3 separate regions of the Mus musculus genome follow, and all the other regions are linked to region 3. A link is a contact called in public Hi-C data. All regions are on one chromosome and are shown on one strand. Each heading gives the region's core, a stretch centred on a gene start, on an enhancer-like site or on the middle of the called end of the contact. The rest is flanking DNA. Distances are from core to core; before and after follow the strand shown. Region 1 holds the start of Arsj (arylsulfatase J). Region 2 overlaps Arsj (arylsulfatase J). Region 3 has its middle 88 kb from the start of Arsj.

What was found. A called contact is a pair of places that touch in the nucleus more often than the background predicts.
Region 1: a Hi-C map of the C2C12 cell line shows a contact between it and region 3, with 2.7 times the contacts expected there. The contact joins the promoter of Arsj here to the enhancer-like site in region 3. A contact is called at or near these places in 2 of 39 promoter capture datasets (the 3T3-L1 cell line and stem cell-derived epiblast-like cells), 1 of 15 datasets of contacts at CTCF or cohesin (the NIH/3T3 cell line), 4 of 484 Hi-C or Micro-C datasets (the C2C12 cell line, adipose-derived mesenchymal stem cells, cerebral cortex and 1 more), 2 of 115 datasets of contacts at active chromatin or transcription factors (PVALB interneurons and neural progenitor cells) and 1 of 9 other capture datasets (embryonic stem cells).
Region 2: a Hi-C map of embryonic fibroblasts shows a contact between it and region 3, with 3 times the contacts expected there. The contact joins two enhancer-like sites. A contact is called at or near these places in 12 of 484 Hi-C or Micro-C datasets (the C2C12 cell line, cerebral cortex, embryonic fibroblasts and 4 more).

Annotation. Positions count from the first base shown.
Region 1 is chr3:126,362,429-126,365,128 of GRCm38.p6, reverse strand. It overlaps Arsj (arylsulfatase J), which reads right to left and starts at 1,277. Exons shown (of 2, transcript NM_173451.3): 1 at 1-1,277. The coding sequence starts at 355.
Region 2 is chr3:126,401,573-126,404,368 of GRCm38.p6, reverse strand. The region is part of intron 1 of Arsj (arylsulfatase J); the gene reads right to left. The region is part of intron 1 of Gm35351 (a long non-coding RNA gene); the gene reads left to right. Among named protein-coding and RNA genes, the nearest start is that of Gm35351, 4.2 kb to the left of the region's middle. Within about 2 kb of position 1,423, at least 16 of the 459 cell types and tissues checked have an H3K27ac peak or open chromatin away from gene starts, as enhancers often do. A contact at or near this core is called in the C2C12 cell line, embryonic fibroblasts and tail fibroblasts, where this site is marked.
Region 3 is chr3:126,274,804-126,277,547 of GRCm38.p6, reverse strand. No RefSeq gene overlaps it. Among named protein-coding and RNA genes, the nearest start is that of Arsj, 88 kb to the left of the region's middle. Within about 2 kb of position 1,392, at least 36 of the 459 cell types and tissues checked have an H3K27ac peak or open chromatin away from gene starts, as enhancers often do. A contact at or near this core is called in the C2C12 cell line, the NIH/3T3 cell line, adipose-derived mesenchymal stem cells and 2 more, where this site is marked.

The DNA.
Region 1 (2,700 bases), core at 28-2,527, 88 kb before region 3:
TAGGCTGGACATAGTAGTTCTCTAGCTTAACTCCTTCTGCAGCGAGTTTATCAAGGGTGGGCGTCTTTATCTCAGATCCGTGGTAACCCACATCTCTAAATCCCTGATCATCAGCTAAGATAAAAATGAGATGGGGCTGGGAGGTGCCTGCTGTGCCTGCTTCAGGTCTCTCATCAACTTGAGCTTTTAGGGACCCCTCCTCTTCTAAGTCCTGGCCCCAGCACAGGTAGCCATAGGTGAGCAGGCTGAGGACCGAGAAGCCTGCCAGGGCACCCATCGCTAAGAACTTTCCAGACCAGGCCCAGGCCTGTGGAGATAGCGGAGGCAGAGGCTCCGCACTGTCCCTGGGGGCCATTCACTCTGGTCCCACAGGAGACTCCACAAGCAGAACCCTGCCCCCTTTGCTGCTGCTGGTCCACTCATACATGCGAAGGGGTAGAGACAGCTGAAGGAAGGCTGCGAGGGAATCCTGCTCCCTTCCCCAGATGCCACCACTTCCCACAACTTCAATCCTCTGGAGGTAACGGTTTAACTCATGAACATTGGAAAAACTAGAAGGGAGCAGATGTCCTCTTCACTGACTTGCAGTTCTTTACTTTTCAATTTTTCTTTTACCTCCTAACATCACCCGGCAGCTTGCAGGAAAGAAAAAAAAAGTTAGCATCTTCACCCAAAAGTTCTCACGAAGAAATAATAAAAATAATAAAGGACAAGAAAGGGACTGAGAGCCACACAGGACAGGAACGTCTGGCAGTCATATCATCCTCCACATCTTCGGGGAGCAGGACTGTGTCCATGCGCAGGCAAGCACCAGGCGTGGTGGGACTGACATCGGTCCAGCGTTCCAGGCACCCGGGAAGCCTTGCCAAGTTGCCCCAAGGAACCCCTTGCTTATGGATGAATGACAGGCTGAGCCGAGGGGACCTTCTTCCTGCTGGCCGCTACTCCTACCTTTTCAAGGCTAGTTCCCCATTTTCCGCTGAGCGTTTGTCAATCTTCTTGACCCCTCTCCGGGCCCCCGAAGTGAGAAAGGATCCTGCCCCAGCCGGCCTCCTCTTCAGCAATTCCTTCTCTACCCCGAAGCGCTTGGGGACATTCACAGAGTCCTGGGCGGCGATCGCAGAGCGCACGTGTCCCCTGTGGGTGCTGCAGCTGCTCCAGCGTGCCCTTGGGTGGCTGACTTAGTTCTAGCCATCTGTGCTTTCCTCCTCTGTTCGCCAGGCAGTCGCAGCCGGAGATCCATGCTTGCTGGTTGAGGGCGGGCCCAGGCCGGGGAGGCGCTGGCTCTCCGCCCTCCTTTCTGCGAGGAAAAGGATGGACCCGAGAAGGGCGGCTTTGCTGCGGGGCGGCTCCCTGGGGTCCCCAGTGAGACTCCTCAGTGCAGGTGAAAGACCATCTTTCTGTGGGTCTGCCCATAGACGATGCCCCTTGTCCATCCCGAAACGTTGGAAGCTACTGGAGCGAGTGAGAAGAGAGCAGGAGAATCAACAGATGGCACAGAACACTCTGTGGCTGGTTTTCCTTCATTGCTCAACTACTGCACCCCCCCCCCTTCCACCCGCCACCCATTCCCATCCCTCCCTGGCTTTGCCGTTTCTTTTCTTTTCTCTTTATTTTTACTGACAGCCACAAGTGCAACTTTTAAACTAGTACTTTTTCTGTCAACAGTTGACTTTTCCGGTCTCATCACTCTCTTCCTTAGTGAAGATGTTAAGAATGTAGGCTTTCTGCCTCTCTCCAAACTTGGTTTTTCCCGCCAAGAATGTAGAAAGAGAGGAAGGTTACACCCCGAAGAAGGAAGCCCATCTGTCGCATAGTGTCGAGTCAGCGATTCATGCGCTAACCTGGAACTTACTACATACCTGATGGTAACTCTGAGCATCTGATGCTCCTGTCTCCACTTCCCCAGACTGTAAGATTTCTCGAAGCCAGGTTCATATAGTGTTGAGTGAACACACACACACACACACACACACACACACACACACACACACACCCTCGGCGTACTGTCATATAATGTTGAGTCAACCCCATGCCATCTGCCAGCTGAGCTCTGCCTCCAGCCTTTGGATTTGTTTTGTAGTGAACATAATATCACCGTGTATTCTCTTCTCATTCCTCCCCTCTCTCTCCCTTTCTCTCTTTCCATTTATATCTCCTTTCTTTTGTTTCTCTCCTCTCCCTACAATAAAAGATTGCTTTCACTGAGAAAACATACTTTATTTTTTACCATAGTTAGAACCGTTTAAAACACTGCCCAGAGGCAGGATCTTTATAGAAGAGGCATCAATGCCAAAAGCGGTGTATATATATGTTATTCCCAATGTTTTCAACACTTTCTTACTGAACACCTAGTATAGCCTGGCATACAACATGCAAGATTCAATTAATGACTAAGTCATAATTCCAAGTTTCATTTAGCTGTTACTTTTAATTCCCTTCTGCTATTACACAGTTCCTGTCAACTTTGCAGGCAAACTTGGTGAAATGGAAACTTAAACTGGGAGACAGAATGCTGTTTCATGCAGCTAATTTTGCCAACATGAGCAGGCAGTGGCTTATTCTGGCTGCTTCCAGGAGAGACGTTGAGATTTAGAAGACATGCTTAGAATTGAGAGTAACAACTCTCTAAGTTTAAATTTCCAAACATTTAAAAAGAGTCAGTTCTACTGGGAGATTAAAAGCACAGAGAGGTAGGGA
Region 2 (2,796 bases), core at 174-2,673, 130 kb before region 3:
CAGGAAGATCATGAAATTCAAGGCTACCCTTGGCTACATACAGTCTCTTGTGTCCTTTGTCTCCAGTGCAGGGATTACAGACATGCACAGGTTTGCTCTGGCTTCTTAGGTGTCTTCTGGAGTCCAGTCTCAGGCAGGTGTGCGAAGTTGCACAACATGCACTAACTACTAAGAACTGGCCCCTCACTCCAGGCCATCTGAGGTAGTTACTAATAATGGGTTCAATTTAATGTTCACCCAGGCTCTCCTTGCTTAGAATCTCAGAAAGTACAGAACCCCCCTCCCCCAGAGTTCGTCACACATGTAAGGATTGCTCCCCTCCTCTTGAGTTGGTTACTTTGCCAGGCATCATGGTCTGTGCTTGCCAGAGCTAACCTGGCACTTTGAGTTGAATTTAGTACTCTGGATGGGTTCTCAGCATTGCAGAATTCCATAGGACTATCCCCTTCCTCCATGGGAAGTTCAGTGTCTGTTGGCTGTACATCTTACTGTGTTCTTCCAAGCACAGAAAACTAAGATTTTTTTTTATCTTGGTTGTTTTTAAGCCAGCTTCCCCACATCTTGTAGAAGAATCATCTATTTTCTTGATCTTTATCGAGAATTTTCTATTTCTTGAGCCTTTCCCTCAATCTTCCAGCTATTTGTAAGTCTTAAAAATATTTGCTTTCTCATCAAAGTATTACTGCACCCTCCTGTTAATTTTAGTAAATTTGTGTCTTCGTGTGAATTATGTTTGAGTTTGAGGTAACAGTACTTGTGTTAATGACAAATACTAAAGTACTTTGGATGGCAAAAATCAACATTTTGTTCATTACTCACTGTATTTTAAAATTTAAATCAATCACCTTTTTTATAAATTTTCCTTATTGAAACTAAGGTATAACATATGTTTAACTTTCCCTGATAGCGTTATGTTAGAACAAACTTAAACAATGTTCTTTTTGCATGCACTTTGTAAATAATACAAAGTTGCTTTTAATGATCGATAATGCCTTTTGTGACTTCCATGCAACCAATTGGCTAACAAAGGAGAATGTTTAATCATGGCGCCTGTAGTAATTAGTATAAATTTCTAATGTTTAAACTGCTTCTCTTTTTGACATGGCACATTTTACACCTTCAGTATCTTGATTTCCTTCATTTTCATGAGTCTTAAATATCTATTATTAATAATTTAATACATGGATATATGTTTAAAATGCAGCATGTAATTTAATCTACTCTGTGCAACGATTCAACTAACTGTTCTTATAGTCCTTAGAAAACCAAGGGTTTCAGTGGGAGGATAAACCCCGGGTGAGGCAGTACTGAAAGCAGTCACTAGAGGGCAATAGAGGGTAAAGAAATAAGTCCCAAGCTGAGGCCTGGTCAAAAGGACAAATAGACCAATTGTACCATTTAAGATGGGCAGTGAAGGCCAGTTCCCAGCTCTTTGTAGGAGAGGTTAATATCAGTCAGGCCTATCCTCAAATTCCACCTTAAAAGTGAATCATAAGAGGACTATCGTGTTCAAGTCAGCTAGTAAGCTCTCAACCACTCACAAAGCAATGCAATCTACCAAATCTAGGGCAGATGTCAGACAATAGCTATGAAACGAAAGTCTTGGAGTAATGGTTGAAGTGGAAGTCTGATTTCAAAGCTAAGATCAAAATGGTGTAGACTCAGCATTCATAGACTCAATGTGTTGACTACTTACCACATGTCTATGAGAGAACCCAAAAATTCTTCCATGGCTGGAACAACTTTATAAAGGAGTATCATGCCTATTTAACTAGAAGGAAACTGGGAACAGGGTGGTAGGAATTTAGACAGCATAGCCATGTTTGATATGAGCAGAAGACAGCATAACTCTATTGCACAGACTATGTTAAAAGACTGTAGGCTTGATGCTTTAGTCATTAGAATGTCTGGGAGGAAACTTGGCTGGGGGCTTGGAGTGGGGGATCTGATGGCACTCTGCTCCAAGACCTGACCCTCCCTGTTAGTATCTGTAGAGAGTCTGTCTTCTCACTAGTCACTCACAGTCTGAAGTTCACTGTATAGTGGTCGACGACACGAACAAAACTATTGACACATGTGGTTTTCTTTAAAGTCTTGAGGAAAACATATAACCTATAAGTATAATAGATAACTTAGTTTACTTGTATGCATTTAATAAATGTAAGTGCAAAGTACAGTATCGATTCTAACATCAGATAAGATATGCACCATTTCCCCCAAGTATTGGGTACATAAGTACCATCCTAGACCAATGCACTGAAAATACATGAAGCAGTTAAGGGTGGGTACGCTTCGAGGGCTAAAAACACGTTGAATTTGTCCATCTGTAAATCTAGGTGGGTGGATAAATACAGTTTAAGTTAAAATGATTGGTGAAAGCTCAATAAACGAACCTTTAAAGAACTGACTAAAATGACAAAGACCAAGTACTCAGAAAAATAAAGGTGACTCCAAAGGTTAACTCATGAAATGATAAGGTCCCTGGTGTTGTAGACGCATGGCATGAGATTGAATGAAACTGTTTGAGAAGGCCTACAACTCAAAAGAAAGTATTCCTAGTATTCTATGTATTTCTAGAACACTCTAGAATGAGCTATACGTAACTGTAGTAAGCACCATTCTTTTTATAAAGTCCAGTTTTCTAGAGTTTAACTGTTCTGCGCCTCTAGGATCTTCCTGAGCACAGGAGGATGTAACTGTTTGGAATTTTCTACAGGGACTTCTGGTTTCCAAAAGGGGCTAACATTTAAAAAATCTGAGTGAATTTGTTATATATCTAGATAGATAAAAGCTATT
Region 3 (2,744 bases), core at 143-2,642:
CTGCAGTATGACTATAGACATAGCAGTTCATACAGCATTTTATCCTGAGACAACCTCAACTAGTTATCAACGATAATAAGTGTTTGAAAGCATTGTTTTTCAACATTGCACTAGTATAAATCTTTAAAAATTCTTTATAAAGCAAATGTTGAGGGTAAAGAGGAATGAGTAAGCAGGTGAGAGTACTTACAGCTCTACCAGAGGATCAGGAATCTGCTCCCAGCTGCAGCTCACAATTATCAGAAAAATCTGATAGCATCTTTTGGTCTTGACAGCACCAAGGACACACATGGTACACAAACATGCATGCTAGCAAAACTTCCATACACTTAAAATAAAAAGTAAATAAATTGCTTACAAACTTTGCAGTATATTTTTACTAATTGTGGAAATTGAACTGGGACATCTTTTCCATGAATATGTTGCCATCATCAATTTGCTTTTGGGTAAAGCTGATAATTTTGCACTAGTTCATCTACCCATTTCTTTAGTTTTATGCTCTCTCCTCTCTCCCTCTCCTGTCACTTCCCTCCTCCTCTCGATCCTCTTCTTCCTCTCCCTGTCCCTCCTCGTCTTCTCCTTCTCCCTCCTCATCGCCCATATTCTTTCACAGTGGATGTACACTATGGGTCAGGGACTATGTACCCCACGTTTTATTTTATTAAATATCTTCAACTGTCACAAGGCCTAATCTTCACAAGGGAGCAAGAAGTAAACAAGTCATAAATATAATATGGGCATAAGAAAATAAGCCAGAACTTGTATTTTAGATTTAAATTGTGTTTTGAACAACAAAGAAGTTTTGGATTTTCTTCAAAGATTAAAAGAGGCAACTTTTTTTTTACAGAAAGCAAAATGGGGACTCAGGGTTTACAGATTGTAATCATGCTGGCTTCTCTGTGGTTTAAAGCCATAAAGCAAGAGACCATTAAATGTTGTTTTAAAAGGCTGAATAAGACTTGACATAGGCCATTGGCATTTGATGACTGGCACCCGCCTACTCTTAGTTTTGTTTCTCTCAGAAGAATGTACAGGAGGAACCTCACTGAACGGAATCCAGGCCAAGCAAACATATGGTAACAGATAGCTTTCAGATGAGGTAATTTTGAACTGAGATTTCTCAGAGAATTGCTTTTCCCTGAAGACTTTTTATAACAGGATCTTTAAATTCTAGCCATAAAAAAGCTGAAGAAAATGACCCTCTAAAAATCTAAGAATATGCTCAATTCTGTTCTCTGAAATTAATTCTGGGAAGATATCCATATTATTTTAGAATAGCAAACAGATTTCTCTGGTGGACTTGTGCCAGGTAAGAGGTAATGCAGATGTGATGTGCTCTGCTCTATTGTGGAAGCATGAAGCATCCCTCTGATGACTCAGGAGAAGAAAGCATGGCCTTCTTTCACCAGGCTGCAGGGAAACTATCCTGCTACAGCATCACTGTCTGCAGGTTGGTATATGGTCAAGTGTGTTACCACTGCATACGATTAAACTGCATGGTTAGAATCTTATGTGGAAAATAAAACAAAGTGAAATAAATCACCGTTATAGTATTCAAAACTATGCATGTTAAGCACTGTGTCAATGTAGCCATCATCTCATATTAATATAAACATGTTGACTGGCTAAACAAATAAGACTTTGTGATGATGACTTAATGCTTTGTTAATTTAATAGCCATGTATTAATGTTAAAATAGATAGACATGGCCTTAACAGTAATAACCAATTGGTCCTTAAAAATAAGATAGCTGTGGCATTGACTTTATCATATTGCATGGAACAGCTTGCTTCCTTGATCACATTTAGTCTGTGAGATGGTACCATTATTAATTTTTTACATTCAAAGAACCTGAAGCACAGCGAGATTAAGCAATGACTTCAAAGTCACAGTTAAATTTTTGTGGAGCTAGGATTTAAGGTCAGACACATTTTACTTACTTATTTACTTACTTATGTATTACTTTTGAGACATGGTATTACTATGTAGTTAGCCCTAGGTAGCCTGGAACTTGTTATGTACACCAGACTGATCTTGAACTCAGAGATTTGTCTTTCTTTGTTTTCTGAGTACTGGGATTAAAGATGTACACAAGAGTAGAGCAATAATAATCTCTTGGAGGAAGTAGCACACGTATTATGCTTTCAAAAGCAGTCATGGTTTGATGAATTCCTGATATGTCCTCAATGAATGACTCCAGGGATGAAGATGTGTGGCAAACACTTTAAAATATTCAAAGGAAAAGGAAAAAAAAACCTATAGCACTCAATGATAACAAGACTGTCTGTAGAAGGAAAATATAAATACATTCAAGACTGTTAACTGTAGCTTTGAGGAGTAAACAGCATTCCTGGAAAAGGAGGATTGTGTTATAGGGAGCCCACCAGAGAAGACCATGCAGACACAGTTTACAATCAAGAGAGAGTCTTTATTCTAGCTGGCTGGGATTACACTCAGATATTTGTGACTGAACTAAAGCATAAGCATTTCGAGCAAGGAGTTTTTAAAAGCAAAAACACCAGCCTGTCCAATGGGCCTCTCTTTCCAGTGATGGCCGACTAGGCCATCTTTTGATACATATGCAGCTAGAGTCAAGAGCTCAGGGTTACTGGTTAGTTCATAATGTTGTTCCACCTATAGGGTTGAAGATCCCTTTAGCTCCTTGGGTACTTTCTCTAGCTCCTCCTGGGGGTGGGTGGGTAAGGGGGACTTTTGGTATAGCATTGGAAATGTAAATGAGCTAA